3 separate regions of the Mus musculus genome follow, and regions 2 and 3 are each linked to region 1. The links are chromatin contacts, called in public HiChIP or PLAC-seq maps. All regions are on one chromosome and are shown on one strand. Each heading gives the region's core, a stretch centred on a gene start, on an enhancer-like site or on the middle of the called end of the contact. The rest is flanking DNA. Distances are from core to core; before and after follow the strand shown.

Region 1 (4,948 bases), core at 1,657-4,156:
CGGACCAATCCTTATGATATGCTTAGCTTTAGTTTTCGGCCCTTGTATAATAAATAGAGGAATGGCTTTCATCCAGAGTAGAATTGATACAGTAAAACTCATGGTTCTTCAAAGGCAATATCAACCTATAGTTCAGGTAGATGAAGAGTTAGGGGACACCAATCTCTAAAATTCTATGATTAGAATTAGTCTAAACAGAAGAAGAGGGGAATGAAAGGAAATAAAACTTGAGACCTGTGATTCATGTAATGTATGTCAAATAGCCCAAAGAGTTGTTTGTGAGCTTTGAAACCTGGGGCTGAGAACATAGCAGAACAGACCAGGACATGCCCGGGCAGGCCCATCGCCTCCCTAGCTCCCACCCCTCTGACCTAAGTTAAATGTTACAGGCTGCTGATGTTTAAATGGACCAATCATGTGAAACCGCGCCAATTCCTCCCCCAGCCCCACTCCTTTTCTATAAAAACCCCTAGCTTCCAAGCCTCGTGGTCGAATCCACTGTCTCCTGTGTGAGATACGTTTCGACCCGGAGCTCCGCCATTAAAATACCTCGTGTTGTTACATCAAGGTGTTGTGTTCTATTCGTGATTCTTGGGTGCACACCGAATCGGAAGTTGAGTGGGGGTTTCCCCACTAGGTTCTTTGAATTACGTGAACTGAAACAGGAAGGTTCACCCACATGTAGGTGGTTTCATTCTAGTGGTGACCCAGCTTTAATGAATAGATTGGGGCTACTGATTGGTCAAGCTCGTGGCCTGAGAGCCATTGTCCCTCAGACTCTCCAGTGTGAAGATAGCCATTGTTAGACTATCCAGCCAGACTGATAGAGCCTCTCATCTTTGTGTGTGTGTGTGTGTGTGTGTGTGTGTGTATGTATGTGGTATATGTTGAGGCCTGTCCTGGCCAACATAGATGTAACCACTTTGTTCCAGGCCTGCCAGCAATTCATATTGTTGCTGTAATATGCCTGCCAGTCATTGACACAGAAAAATAACTTGACTCAGAGCAATGTCATGCTCACATGCCCTGTTGTATTCTGTATGTTATGATACATACAGAATGAGGTTTGATAATCTTAAGAAATTCCACAAGGCTTCACATAGGACCCATCAAATTAAAGGTCAATAGGAACTGTCATGTCTAAAATGGCTTGAGTCAGAGTACTTTCAGAACCTGCATGTGAGCTCACCGTGGGTTTTACTGTTTTAGTCCTTATAGGCTGACAGAGAAAGATGTTTAGGCTTGTAGCCTCAACCCCCAAATTCTGAGCTATGGTCCCAATCTCCTGCTAAAGGCCTAGAGGATTCCCAGAAAGACTTAGCCATCAGTACACACTGGAAGGCCGAGGAACCGGACTCTGATGCCAGCAGCCAAGGGACCAACAGAGAAGCTGAATCCCAGCTTTTTAGTGCATTTAATAAACCACCCCTGTCTGATTGAGAGAGGTGCTTGTGTGATCTGTGGGGTGACTCCTGGACCCCAACAGTACGTGTTCTGCCTTCTAGAGAACCCTCACATCAGGAAGGCAGGAGGACCTGAGTTCAGCTCCCCAAACCCACATGGAGCCAGGGGATTGAATATCTGGAACCCCAGCAATCCCACTGCCAGAGAGGAGGCAGAGACAGGAGAATCCTCAGATGTTGCTAGGCCTATTTTCCCTAACAAGGTGTTGGACAAGGGCTGACTGGAGAGGCTGTCTTAGACACATACACACACACACACACACACACACACACACACTTTTCTAAACTGGCAGAATGCTATTTCAGTTTTTTTTTTAATGATCTATAACTTCTTTCTTTTAAATTTTATTATTTTATTATTATTTTTTATATGTAAGTACACTGTAACTATCCTCAGATACTCCAGAAGAGATCATAGAGGTCATCAGATTTCATTATGGATGGTTGTGGGCCACCATGTGGCTGCTGGGATTTGAACTCGGGACCTTCAGAAGAGCAGTCGGCGCTCTTAACCACTGAGCCATCTCGCCAGTCCCCGCTGTTTCAGTTTTATGCCTTCATAAAGACAAACACAATTTGCTTTGTGTTGGAGTGTGTGTGCTGGTGAAGGCAGTAAGCTGTTCCTAGTGGGGGTCTTCAGAAGAAACTGTCAAGGAGTTCACTGTCCGCCTTGAGTACTTCCCATAGCAAAGACCCAAGACTCATCCCTCTGCCCAAGGATTTCCGGGCCCTGTCTCTGTCCTAGGAAGTCTTATCTATACTCTGCTGGTAAGAGGGCCCATGAGCTCTTCCCCAGAGTGCAGAGTGTAGGCCCCTGGAGTGGCTCTCTCCTTTGATCTCAGAGTCTGACCCCAGCTCCCCAGCTTCCCAGCAGTTTGTAGTGCTTGCTCTTCAGGCTTCAATAGACTCCAAATGCCTGTGGGCCTGGCAAATTCTGGCACCTCAGTTTAGTGGGCACATCACCCTATAAACAGATTCTTGGCATCCCAGGTGGTCTAGCGTTAGGGCTCAGGTACTGAAACACTTTGTACTTACAGCACAAAGTACTGAAAGTCCCCTAATGCAAGCAGCGGGGCATCAAGGCAGATGTCAGCTGGGATCTTCATAGGACTGATTATAGGTTGTGCCGAGTGTCAGAGCACAGTCTGGGAGGCCACAGCTATGGCAGAGAGGAGGCAAAACAAGAGGTTGAAGGGACTCTCCCGAGCCCTGACTCAGCAGGGCAGCAAGCAACGAGCTGGACAGGAAGGATCAGGTCAAGAGGCATTGAGGACTTGGTCACTTGTGTGTAACACAGGGGCGGCGGGTGGGTCAGGGCACCGGCTTAGCACGCCCGACAGCACTAACACGCGGGTGCCAGGCCAAGCAAATCTTTTGTCCCTGGGGGCGCTGAGCCAGCAGGCGCCACAGAGTATATACCGGGTCTCGCAGTGGCCAGCGATACACCATGGCGCAACGCTCGGGAAAGGTGAGTGCCCCAGCAGCCTCGGGGAGCCCCGCTAGTGGGGAGGGCACAGACCGACCCCAGGTGTTCTTCGGGGTTGACAAAGTTAAGCAAAACTTGCTTCTTAATGAGATGGGGCAAACTCCCTCTGTTGGTTGGCTGAGGGCGTGTATGGAGTACGTGGGTAGGAAGGTCGCCCTCTCCCCCAAACCTCTCCTAAGGGATTCCCAAAGTCAGGAGGAGCTTGGTCAGGCCCGGTGTTTCTGGCTTAGAGTGGTAAATCTCTGGTAACCGACATGGTTCAGCATTTCTTTCAGCCTCTTCACCCTTCCTCACTACAGGGTGGGTGGTCTAAATGTGGCCTCTGACCCCCCACCCTCCAAGCTCTTTCCCCATTTGACTTGAGGCTGATTCTATGCAGTATGTGGAAATTGTAGGGAACCTCCAAATCCTTTGAATGCTGAGATCTTCCCGAATGTTCTAGAGGCCCTTAGCAGCCTTGCTTTATGCAGGGAGGGCACCCACCACTATGGCTACCCCTTTACCCCTTACCTTCTGTAGTATCCAAAACTCTTTGGCCTTCAGAGATTCTTAACAAGTGGGCTCAGTTGCTGGATGCTTAACTAAATGCACAAAGCTATGGGGTCTGTCCCCAGCACTGAATAAACCAGGCACAGTGGTACTTGGCTGTAGTCTCAGCTTTGAGGAAATGGAGGCAGAAGGATCAAAGTTCAAAGTCCTTCCTAGCTATTGATAAATTCCAGGCCAATCTGGGATAGCTAAGACCTTTTCTCAAAACCTGGCAGTGGTGGTGCACGCCTTTAATCCCAGCACAGCGGCAGAGGTGGGGGTCGGGGGGAGGATCTCTGAGTTCCATTCCAGTTTCCAGAGCAAATTCTAAGGCTGCCAGGGCTACACAGAGAAACCTTGTCTCAAGTAACAACCAAAAACAAACAAAACAAAACAAAAATGAAGACCAACAAAAAACCCTATCTCAAAAAAAAAAAAAAAAAAGGAGTGGGTGAAGTAGAGAAGACAAAGGGGTGAGTGACACTTAGCCCTCTCCTGAACACCCCACCCCCAATACCCTTGTCCCCAGATATCTGGGCAATGTGTCTGTCCCACTGTGAGCCCAGTGATGTCTGATAACAGCCAGCTGCCCATTCATTCTCTGCTCCATCGGCACTGTCGGGCATCCACTGTAATGGGAAGGAATGAAAGTCTGGGTACCATGGAGGAGGTTGAGGTCCGGATGTAGAGAAGCCCCCGACACAGGGTCCTTCTGGGACCACAGCTCTTTAGATCCAAAAAGTTATTGAGGGGTTGGAATTTCAGTATTAGGAACCTCACTTTTTGACTTGTTCTCTATGATATTTATGCCTTAAAAAACATGTCCTTTAATGATATTGTGTTATGTTTAACAACAAATGCTAAGTACACCCATGCACACATGTGAGTGTGTGTGTGTGTGTGTGTGTGTGTGTGTGTGTGTGTGTGTAGTTCAGCTGGGGCCCAGAAGTGGAGACTCCCCTGCTCCTGACCTCTCAGCTGGCCTTTCCAGATCACTCTGTACGAGGGCAAGCACTTCACAGGGCGGAAGCTGGAGGTGTTTGGGGACTGTGACAACTTCCAGGACCAAGGCTTTATGAACCGGGTGAATTCCATCCGTGTGGAGAGCGGAGCCTGGGTCTGCTTTGATCACCCTGACTTCCGCGGCCAGCAGTTCATTTTGGAGCATGGTGACTACCCTGAATTCTTCCGCTGGAATGGCCACAACGACCACATGGGCTCCTGTCGGCCTGTGGGCATGGTGAGTGAGATACTCCACGGGGGTGGGGCTGGGGGTGGGGGGGAGCCAGCAGCTTAAGTAGTGGAAGGTCACATGGGCGCTTAGTTAGAAGTACGAGCATCTCCCAACAATAAAATCTTTAAAATTGAGAGGACCCTGTCCAGACTCACCCTGACATGAGATAAGATGCTGGGAAGACCAAGATGGATCAGAGATAGAACACATGAGCCCTTGGGACTTGCCGAGGAATCC
Region 2 (4,948 bases), core at 1,209-3,708, 950 kb before region 1:
AAATCCTGTCTCAAAAAAAAGAAAAAGAAAAAAAAAAAAAGAAAGAAAAAAATTATGAAAGGAAGTTTTTGGTTCAAAGAAATATATACACTGATAACCTTAGAGATTTTTTTCCTAAGGATATTTAGTATTAAATGATTAGCATTAGTATTAAATGATTCCAAATTAATTTACTCAAGTTCATCAGAGCTGATGCAGAGATCATAGAGGGGTGCTGCTTACCAGCTTGTTCCACATAGCTTGCTTAGCCTGTTTTCTTATAGAACTCAAAACCACTAACCTAAGGATGGCCTCACCTACGATGGGCTGAGCCCCCCTCCATCAATCACTAATTAAGAAATTCCCTAGCTGCTGGTGGTAGTGGTGGTACACACCTTTAATCACAGCAGTTGGGAGGTAGAGACAGGCAAATCTATGAGTTTGAGGTCAGCCTGGTCTACATGAGTTTCAGGACAGCAGGCCTACACAGAGAAACCCTGTCTTTAGAAAAAAAAAAACAACAGGATGAGAGAGAGAGAGAGAGAGAGAGAGAGAGAGAGAGAGAGAGAAAACAGTCAAATCTTATGGAGGCACCAACTTTCAAAACATTCTAGTTATGGCAAGATGACATAAACTAGCCACCACAGATAATTCTTCAAGAATATGACAAGAGACAGAGAAATGACACAGAGCCAACCTCACACCTTTTCATAAGAAAACAACCTACAAATCTGTTGGAAAGGGAATTTTCAGGAAAGTTCCAGCAACTGACCTAGTAAGTTGTAAACTCCATTCAGGCATGTCTACTGTGACACGCTCCTAGAAAAGTTCAAATCTGATGCGTGGTAGTATGTCTTGTACAGACATTCATGTGTACTGTACACATAAGATTTGTACTCAGAGATGTACAGAGTATAAATATTCTATCTATCTAATCAGTGGGCGTTTGACAGGCAACAGTTAAGAAAACTATTCTCCTCTCCACTCCTTCCTCCACCCAAGATCTTAACACAATGGGCCAGGGAATATAATTCATCTGCAAGAGTGCTTAACTAGCATGCACTAAAGTGCCAATGCCTAGAATCTCATAGGAGTGCTGCTGGCCTGTATTTCTAGAACTTGAGAAAAACAAACAAAAGAAAATAACTATCTCTTGTGAGGCTATGCCAGTGTCCGGCAAATACAGAAGTGGATGCTCACAGTCATCTATCAGATGGAACACAGGGCCCCTAATGAAGGAGCTAGAGGAAGTACCCAAGGAGCTAAAGGGGTCTGCAACCCTATAGGAGGAACAACAATATGAACTAACCAGTACCCCTCCCCCAGAGCTGTGTCTCTAGCTGCATATGTAGCAGAGGATGGCCTAGTCGGCCATCAATGGAAGGAGAGACCCTGGTCTTGCAAAGATCATATGCCCCAGTACAGGGGAATGCCAGGGCCAGACAATGGGAGTGGGTGAGTTGGGAAGCAGGGCGAGGGGAGGGTATAGGGGACTTTGGGGATAGCATTTGAAATGTAAATAAAGAAAATATCTAAGAAAGAATGAAAGAAAGAAAGAAAGAAAGAAAGAAAAGAGAGAAAAGAGAGAAAAGAAAGGAGGAAAGAAAGAGAGAGAGAGAGAAAGAAAGAAAACAAACAAAAGGCAAACAACAAACCTAACCAAACCAAGAGCTTGAAAACTTCACAGGCTCAGTGTATTTCCACAGTTCTTTTCAATTCAATATACATTTTTCTCTTCCCACCCCAGTTATCTATAAATACCACAGCCAGTCATAGGCTTTTGCCTCAAGAAAGGACAAGAAGAGCGAGCTTGCTCAGTAACGGTGTTACTTCTCCTGTTAATCTGGTTATGCTGTTCTGCCCAGAGTAGTCTCCTGGGCTCGAACTATTATCTGGCTTCAGCCTCAGGAGTTGTTGGGACCACTGACACACCAAAAGCCCAAATCAGTAAACTTTTGTCCTAGTACCTTTGAGACACAATCTCATACTACAGCCCAAACTATAGCCTGATCCGACTCTTGGTGATTCTCTGCCTCAGCCTCCCGAGTGCTAGGATCACAGGCATACACAACCGTGGCAGGAAGATGTACTTTAAGTTTCTTTAGAACAAGTAAGCACGGGCAGTGGTGGTGATCGCCTTTAATCCCAGCACTCAGGAGGTAGAGGCAGGCAGACTTCTGTGAGTTCGAGGCCAGCCTGGTCTACATAGTGAATTCCAGGACAGCCACGACTACATAGGAAGTTCGTCTCTAAAAAACAAAAACAAAAAACTAAATAAGATTTAGAAATCACGTACATGTTAATTTTGCCTGATAAAGACCCGTCGAGATGAGTAACTGAAGATAACATAAGGACCATAAGGACTAAAGGAAACGCAGGAGACTGGCGTCACCAAGAGGGCGCCGCAGCTTTACTGCGCATGCCCTCGGCTTCTCTGGCTCCGAGCCCGCACAGTGCGCACGCGCACACAGGGTCATTGCTTTGACTGGCTGCGTCTTTCGCGCTTTTGCTAAATGGCGTTGCTGGCGGGTAGGTTGAACCCGCGGAGCTGGCCGGGCGATGTGTAGCGACTTTCGCAGAGCGGAATCCGGGACAGAGGTGAGAGCCGCGGGGCGACGGGAGGGCCGCGCACTACAGGGGGAGGTCGCCGAGCGGCGCCCAGGGCCACCGTGGGGCGGCGCGACAGCCGCCAGTGAACCGGTCAGGGATGGCGAGCCGTGCAGCAGGAGCTGGGGAAGGGAGGACCACCAGTTGAGGCATCAGTAGACGTTTTCTAAATTTAGGTAGCTTGCTTCACCTCTAACTAACCTGTTTGTGGCATCCGGCCTTCTGTATCCCAGAATACCCCTGTCGTCTATCTCTCCAGAGCCACGCAAGCCATTTCACTCAGGAACCGTTAAACGTTAACGTGTGTTACTTGTTCGAGTACTGTCAGCCAAGAGTTGGGAATAAGAAGCAACAACAACAAAATTAATCAACAGGCATGGTGGTACACGCCTTTAATCCTAGCACTAAAGAGGCGGAGGCAGGCAGATCTCTATGAGTTTGAAGTTAGCCTTTATATAGGTAGGTCCAGGCCAGTCAGGGCTCTATAGTGAGACCCTCTCTCACAAAACAAAATGTAATAATCGAAGCTTCTGTAAAATATACAGCATATGGTAAAAGCATGCCTCTCCAAAAGAGGGTAAGACAAATTGTAGGAGGAGCTAACTTAAATGTATTCAGAGGGGATCCAGGTAGCTCACGCTGGCCTTGAGCTTGCCGTGCAGCTGAGTATAACCTTGTCCTAGTTATTTATTTGTAGAAATTATGTAAATGAATGTGTGTCTGTGGGTTGGTATGTACCCATGTGTGTAGATGAATTTGGAGGCCAGAGGAAAAGGTGTCAGATGATCAGGAGCCGGGGTTATTAGCAATTGAGTTATCTGAGCCAAACTCATGTTCTCTGTAAGAGCAAAACCCATTCTTAACTGAAATCCATCTCTCTGGCCCCTAACCTTCGACTTCTGACCGTCCTGCCTCCGGAATGCTAGGATTACAAGTGTGTGCTACAGTGCCCTGTTATCCACTGCCAAGGATGGAATCCAGGCTTTCATGATTCCTAGGCATGGGATCTGCCACCAGAGCTACCGTTCCCAGCCCCTGAACTGGCACTGTAAGGACTGTTCAGTGGTTTGCTGCTGAGGAGGGAGCAGCTCAGGTATGGTCTGAACTTAGCAAGGGCAGCAGTTCCAACCTGTGGGTCACTGCCCCTTTCGCAGTCCTCTATCTCAAAAAATATTTACATTACAATTCATAACAGTAATAAAATGACAGTTAGGAAGTAGCTTCAAAAATAATTGTATGGTTGGGAGTCATTGCAGCAGGAGGAACTGTGCTACGGGGTTGAAGCGTTAAGAAGGTTGCTTTAGGGGAACAGCCAGTGGTTCTGTAGAGTCGGAACAAAGACAATGTTGGGAAGCGAGCTTTAAGAAATAGGTGGAGTACGCATCTCCCTGTGTAAACCCAGCCTGACGGACACACACGCACACACACACACACACACACACACACACATGCACACACACCACACACACACACACACACCACACACCACACACACACCACACACACTCACCACACACACACACACACACACACACATACACCACACACACACACCACACACACTCACCACACACACACACACACACATACACCACACACATACACACACCACACACACTCACCACACACGCACACATACACCATACACACACACACACCACACACACACACACTCACCACACACGCACACATACACCATACACACACACACACACACACACATACACTCACCACACGCACACACACACATGCACACACACACACACCACACACACACACACCACACACTCACCACACACACACACACACACACCACAATACTGTTTCTCACTTCCCTCCCAGGTCACCCACCAGGCTTTTCTCTAAATGCACTGAACATGGCAACTTCATAATACACAATAAATATTGATAACGGTGTCTGGTTTTCACTGGGAAAAAAGAAGCTACAGAGCTGCCTCTTTGTCATAGACAGATATTAAGTAAGACAAAATAGCATTTATTTAAAAATAATTAGTTTTGTGTAATCACAGACTTACAAACTTTTCTATTTATATAAATTGTTGCCTTGTACATATGTGTATACGTCGTACATGCCTGGGCCCATAGAACCCAGACGATCATCAGATTCCCTGGAAATGAGTTACAGTTCTCAGTTGCCATGTCAGTAGTAAGACTTGAACCTTAACCCTCTGCAAGAGCCATTGCTCCAGCCCCTGAAATACATTATTTTGTTTTTGTTATTTTTTGTTTTCAAGGCAGGTTTTTTCTGTATACTCCTGGCTGTCTTGGAAGTCACTCCATAGACCAGGCTGACTGACCTCAAACTCACAGAGATCCACCTGCCTCTGCCTCTTGAGTACTG
Region 3 (4,948 bases), core at 1,485-3,984, 740 kb before region 1:
GGCTGGCTTCCATTCCACTACAGAGTGAGAAATGTCTTTGAACTACTACTCATCCTCCTGCTTCCTCCTCCCAAGTACTGGGTTATAGGGTTGTATCATCAAGCCCATTTGATTTTGAGCTATATTTTACAATTTTTTATTAAGTTCTATCATCTCTTAATTTATGAATTACATGAATAACTACACACCTGAAGCCAAGTATCATAAGTTTCATTATGTATAGCCCTAATTTTTTTTTTTTTTGAAAGACAGGGTCTCACTATGTAGTCTTGGTTGGGTTGTCTTATGCAGACCATGCTGTCCCCAAACTCATAGAGATCCATCTGCCTGTCTTTCTAGTCCTGGTATTAAAGGTATGGGCCACTATACCTGGTTCCATGCCCATTCCTCTATTTTAACCATAGCAACAATAATATAACGTTTAATTTTTTTAGATGAATACTTTTCTTATTCTAGTATCAAAAGAAAAAGGCTTTATTTTAAAAGTTTATATTTAAAAGCCAGGTCCAGGGGCTGGAGAGCTGGCTTAGCGATTCAGAGCACTGTTCTTGCAGGAAACTGGAGTTGATTTCCAGTGCCCACATGGCAGCTCACAATTGCCTGTAACCTCAATCTAGGGGACTGAACACCTTCTGGCCTTCTCAGGTATCTCCACGTACATGGTGTACATAAACTCATGCGGACACGAATACAAACAAAAAACATTTCTTAAAAAAAATCTTTAAAAACGATTCCGTCTAGGGATAAAACTCAGTGGTGGAGTGTTAGCTTAGCTGTGTGTGCAGTTCTGGGTTCAATATACCACAACGACAAGTAATTTAATTTGTCTAGAAACCCCAATTTCCTCTCTCCTTTTAATTTGTAGCTTACCTTTCATATGGCAGCTTTCTTCCCTGCTCCAAGCTTCCTTTGACTGTACATATAATAAAGCTGAAAAGGCCTGCAAGGGATTAAACTTGCAATCAATTCAAATGATTCAACGATTCAACTTTAGCCACTGCAAATAAACAAACAAACAAATGATTACAGCTATAATATGCACTAGACGATCAAAGTTTGATCCAGATGCGAAGCCCAGTTCAATGTTAATAGCCTGGCTATTGGGTGGCAGGAAGGTGAACAGGACCTCTAGAAACAAGTGTATTCTTTTTGCCCAGCATTGAAACTGTTGAGAATGGAAAGAACTGATCGCAAAGTGCGCTCGGATTCCAGGCTCCGAGCAGCTCAGCGCCTGACAGGCTACTCTAAGCCTTCCACGCCGCTCCACAGATCCGTTTTCCCATCTCTACTATTTCTCACTCCTACAAGGCAATCCATAGTGCAAACGAAACGCGGCGTCCTGGGCAATTCTGGCCCCATTTTTAACGAATCGTTTTTTTTTTTTTAATGGGAAACAGCTTAGCAGTATTTCCATTTTTAAATCTTGAGCACACACAACGTTCACGCTGATGCATTTCTCTCGGTGTAGAGACATTTTTTTCCCACTCAACCTGTCCGCTTGGTTTTTTGTACGGCAGCCTCCGGTCTCACGGTGTTTAAAACATGACGTCGGACGGAGAAACTACAGCTGGAGTTAGGATCTAACGTTGTCCTGCCACGGTTGCGCCGCACTAGGGAAGCCTACGTGGGACTCCGCCAGGCCTGGAGCGGCCCACGCCCGCAGGGGGTCGCGGACGCACGTGCGCGCACCGCACGCGGGTGCACGCTCCGGAGTGTTTACATCGATCCCTCCCCCCTCCTCCGGCCGGGCTGGACCCTGATCCCGGATGCCCGGTCCGCAGCTTAGCGCCCGCCAGAGCCCGAGTTGCAGCCACCGCCGCGTCAGAGCGGGCGGGGGAGGGGCGGTGAGGTCAGCGGCGGCGGCCGGGTAGCGCGGGGCGCATGCGCGGACTCAGCCCCGTGAGTGGCAGCAGCGCGCTGGGGGCGGGGGCGGGAGGCGCCTGTGTGTGGGCGAGCCGGCGGCGAGTTTGAGAGGTCTGTGGTGCGGGTCGCCCCGGGGGACCCGGGTGCAGGCCTCGCGCGACGGCCACTGCCGTGTGCGTGTGTTGTTTGTGTGGTGAACGCACAGCCGCAAAACTTCCTCCTTTGCTGCCCCCAGAGAGAGAGCGGGCGTGGGGGAGCGTTCGCGAGCGAGCGAGAGGGATCCCAGCGTGAGGGAGCCAAGCTTGATGGGGCCGAAAGCTAGCGTGAGGGAGCGATCCTGAGCGTGAGGCAGCAAAGCGCCGGCCGGAGAGCGGGCAAACGATAGGGAAGAGCGAGAGCTAGCCGTGCGTTGAACCGAGCGTGAGGGAGCTAGCCACAGGGAACGCCGTGAGCGAGCAGTGTGTGAGGGAGCGATCGCCAGCGCGCGACCGAGGGGCCGGCGCTCGCACCACCCCGGAACCCACCACAACAACTGGAGCAGCTGTCAAAACTTCGCCGCGGCGTGGGCCTGACGGGCTGACGGCGCGGGGGAGGGGTGGCTGGCCCCGCCCCGGCCCGGCCCGGCCCGCCGCCCCCCTCCGCGGCCCTTTCTCCTCCCGCCGCGGGCGGCCTGGGGGAGGGGCCGGGCGGAGACCCCTGCGGCCGCCCCCGGCCCGCGCCCCTCGCGTCGCGCCCCGCCCCGCCCCGCTCGGCGCCGCCCTCCGGCCCGGCCCCGCCGGCCCCAGCCTTGGCCGCGGCGCCCCGCCCCGCGCGGCCGGCCCCGCCCGCCCCGCCCGCTTGCCCGCCGCCCCCCGCCGGCCCCTGCGCGCCGAGTGCGCGCGCCCGCGCCGATGTGTGTGAGTGCGTGTCCTGCTAGCTCCATGTTGCCGCCTCTCCCGGTACCTGCTGCTGCTGCTGCTGCTCCCGGGGCTGCGGGAAATGCGAGAGGCTGAGCCGGGGAGGAGCAACTCGAGCAGCAGCAGCGGCGGCGGCTGCGGCCGCTGCGGCGGGAGGAGCCCCCCAGGAGGAGGACGGGGATCCATGTGTCTTTCCTGGTGACTAGGATGTCGTCGGAGGAGGACCGGAGCGCGGAGCAGCAGCAGCCGCCGCCAGCACCCCCCGAGGAGCCCGGAGCCCCGGCCCCGAGCCCCGCAGCCGCAGACAAAAGACCTCGGGGCCGGCCTCGCAAAGATGGCGCTTCCCCTTTCCAGAGAGCCAGAAAGAAGTAAGTTGAGCGCGAGGGAGCCAGGCGGGCGGCCAGCGGCGGCGCGGCCCGGAGCTGTCAGGCCCCCGGCCCGGTGGGGGCGGGGCGGCCCAGGCGCGGCCCGGTTCGGCGGCGCCCGCGCAGGTCCCGCCGGCCGCGCCGCGCACTTTACTTTGGAGTTCGGCCTCGCTTCTGGGAGAACCGCCCGGCGGCTTCCCCAGGGCCTAGCCCGGCGTCCGCACACGCCCCGCCGAGCACGCCCAGCTTGCTGCCGGCCCGGCCTCTCGGAGCCACAAAGCTGTGGGCGCCAGGGACGGAGCTGTCAAACGCCGCGGCCGGGTGGTCCGGGTGCGGCGGCCGGCGCTCTTTGTCAGCTCGCGGCTCCTTTAACTTTTCTTGCTCCCAGACCGGTGCTTTTGCTTCTTAATGATACATTAGGAAGCCATTCGAGCCTGTCCTCCCCATCCCCCACCGCCCCGAACCGCACCGCCCGGCTCCGCAGCCGGCGCTCGGGATCGCACGGGCCCAGGTGTAAGCGGGCGAGTCGGAGTTTCGGGAACGCGGCCGGGTTCCGCGGCGCTGACGGCCCAGAGCACTTTGTTTAGGGGAGACAGCTTTAAACGTCGCTGGACGAGTAACTTCAACTCCAGCTGGGCAGGCAATGGCTTTCGATTGTTTTTGAGCGTCCGTGAGGACTGTGCCGGGTGGATGAACTGGGCAAGAAGTGTTGTCTTAAAAAGTGGTTATTCGGCAACTTGGCTTGAAAATTAAGGAAACCGTTTTAGTGCCAATGAGTTAGTTGATCAGCAATAGTGGCTCTTCGGGGTGCTGCGGAAGATTGGTGACCGTCTTTCAAAGTTGCAGAATGGCGTGTGTTGCTTACTCATTTCATTGTATGATATTCTCATTGAACTGTTGGCGGTGGAAGGGTGCGCTGGGACTTGCAGGAAGAAGTCAGCACATTTATGGATAGGCTGTTTGTTTGGTTTACGTGCATTCATTTGTTGTGTCTGGTGGTTGCAGCAAAAATAGTGTTAACTGAGCCATAGCAAGCAAGCACCCTGGCCTCTCGGAACCCACTAAGCTCTTGACACAGTGTATTTGGGGTGGGTGGTGGAGAGGGTTTGCTATCTTTTTACTACTAAATGTTCCAGGGCCTTTAGTCGCCTGTATATTTTATCACCTGCCAGCTCTTACCTAGCTGTGAAAAATCTTGAGAGAAACACTTTATAGAGGATGTATACATTATTACATTAGCTTCTTTGTGATACAAAGTTGCGAGTTTATTTTGTCTGTTACTTTGTAAGGTGATGGTCTGCATAAGATAACATTATGCCTGCCTTGACTGGAATTTGGAGACGTTTTGTGGAGTTTTGAGTAACTTTGGACTTGGTCAGTTTGACATAAATACTGTTTTAAAAAGCAACATGGGATTAAGCCATATTAGAAGTTTACTTCGATTCATTCCCATTTCACTGTTTGAAAAACATCTGCATCTCATAAGAGGGTTCATGATGGCACAGGCCTGTAAGATCTTTTTAAGCCTAGCACTCAGGAGGCAGAGGCAGGTGGAGTTCAAGGCCAATTGGTCTACAGAGGGAGTTCCAGGACAGACAAGGCAACACAGACAAGGCAACACAGACAATTCCCTGTCTTGAAAAAACAAAACACATTAAAAAATCTTACTATACTTTAATTTGAGGTAAGTAAATGTTTTATATTTGCATTTAATTCTTCTTTTTTGAGAGAGTAGACATACAAGCGCTCATTTTTGCATTGTTAGGGTCACGCACTTGCAAATGCTTGAGCACACACCGTGTGCTTCCCATTGAGATGAGTTAA

Evidence for each region. HiChIP or PLAC-seq counts read pairs in DNA pulled down with a chosen protein or histone mark.
Region 2: a contact with region 1 is called in an H3K27ac HiChIP or PLAC-seq map of embryonic stem cells, with 4 times the contacts expected there. The contact joins the promoter of Xrcc2 here to the promoter of Crygn in region 1. A contact is called at or near these places in 1 of 39 promoter capture datasets (the SN4741 cell line) and 1 of 115 datasets of contacts at active chromatin or transcription factors (embryonic stem cells).
Region 3: a contact with region 1 is called in an H3K27ac HiChIP or PLAC-seq map of extraembryonic endoderm stem cells, with 5 times the contacts expected there. The contact joins the promoter of Kmt2c here to the promoter of Crygn in region 1. A contact is called at or near these places in 2 of 484 Hi-C or Micro-C datasets (both in embryonic stem cells) and 1 of 115 datasets of contacts at active chromatin or transcription factors (extraembryonic endoderm stem cells).

Annotation. Positions count from the first base shown.
Region 1 is chr5:24,755,806-24,760,753 of GRCm38.p6, reverse strand. Crygn (crystallin, gamma N) reads left to right here and starts at 2,906. Exons shown (of 4, transcript NM_153076.3): 1 at 2,906-2,931; 2 at 4,469-4,717. The coding sequence starts at 2,911. Gm33591 (a long non-coding RNA gene) reads right to left here and starts at 3,712. Exons shown (of 2, transcript XR_003955727.1): 1 at 3,460-3,712.
Region 2 is chr5:25,703,307-25,708,254 of GRCm38.p6, reverse strand. It overlaps Xrcc2 (X-ray repair complementing defective repair in Chinese hamster cells 2), which reads left to right and starts at 2,458. Exons shown (of 3, transcript NM_020570.2): 1 at 2,458-2,577. The coding sequence starts at 2,539.
Region 3 is chr5:25,496,569-25,501,516 of GRCm38.p6, reverse strand. It overlaps Kmt2c (lysine (K)-specific methyltransferase 2C), which reads left to right and starts at 2,734. Exons shown (of 59, transcript NM_001081383.2): 1 at 2,734-3,127. The coding sequence starts at 2,967. 4831440E17Rik (RIKEN cDNA 4831440E17 gene) reads right to left here and starts at 1,720. Exons shown (of 1, transcript NR_030700.1): 1 at 1-1,720.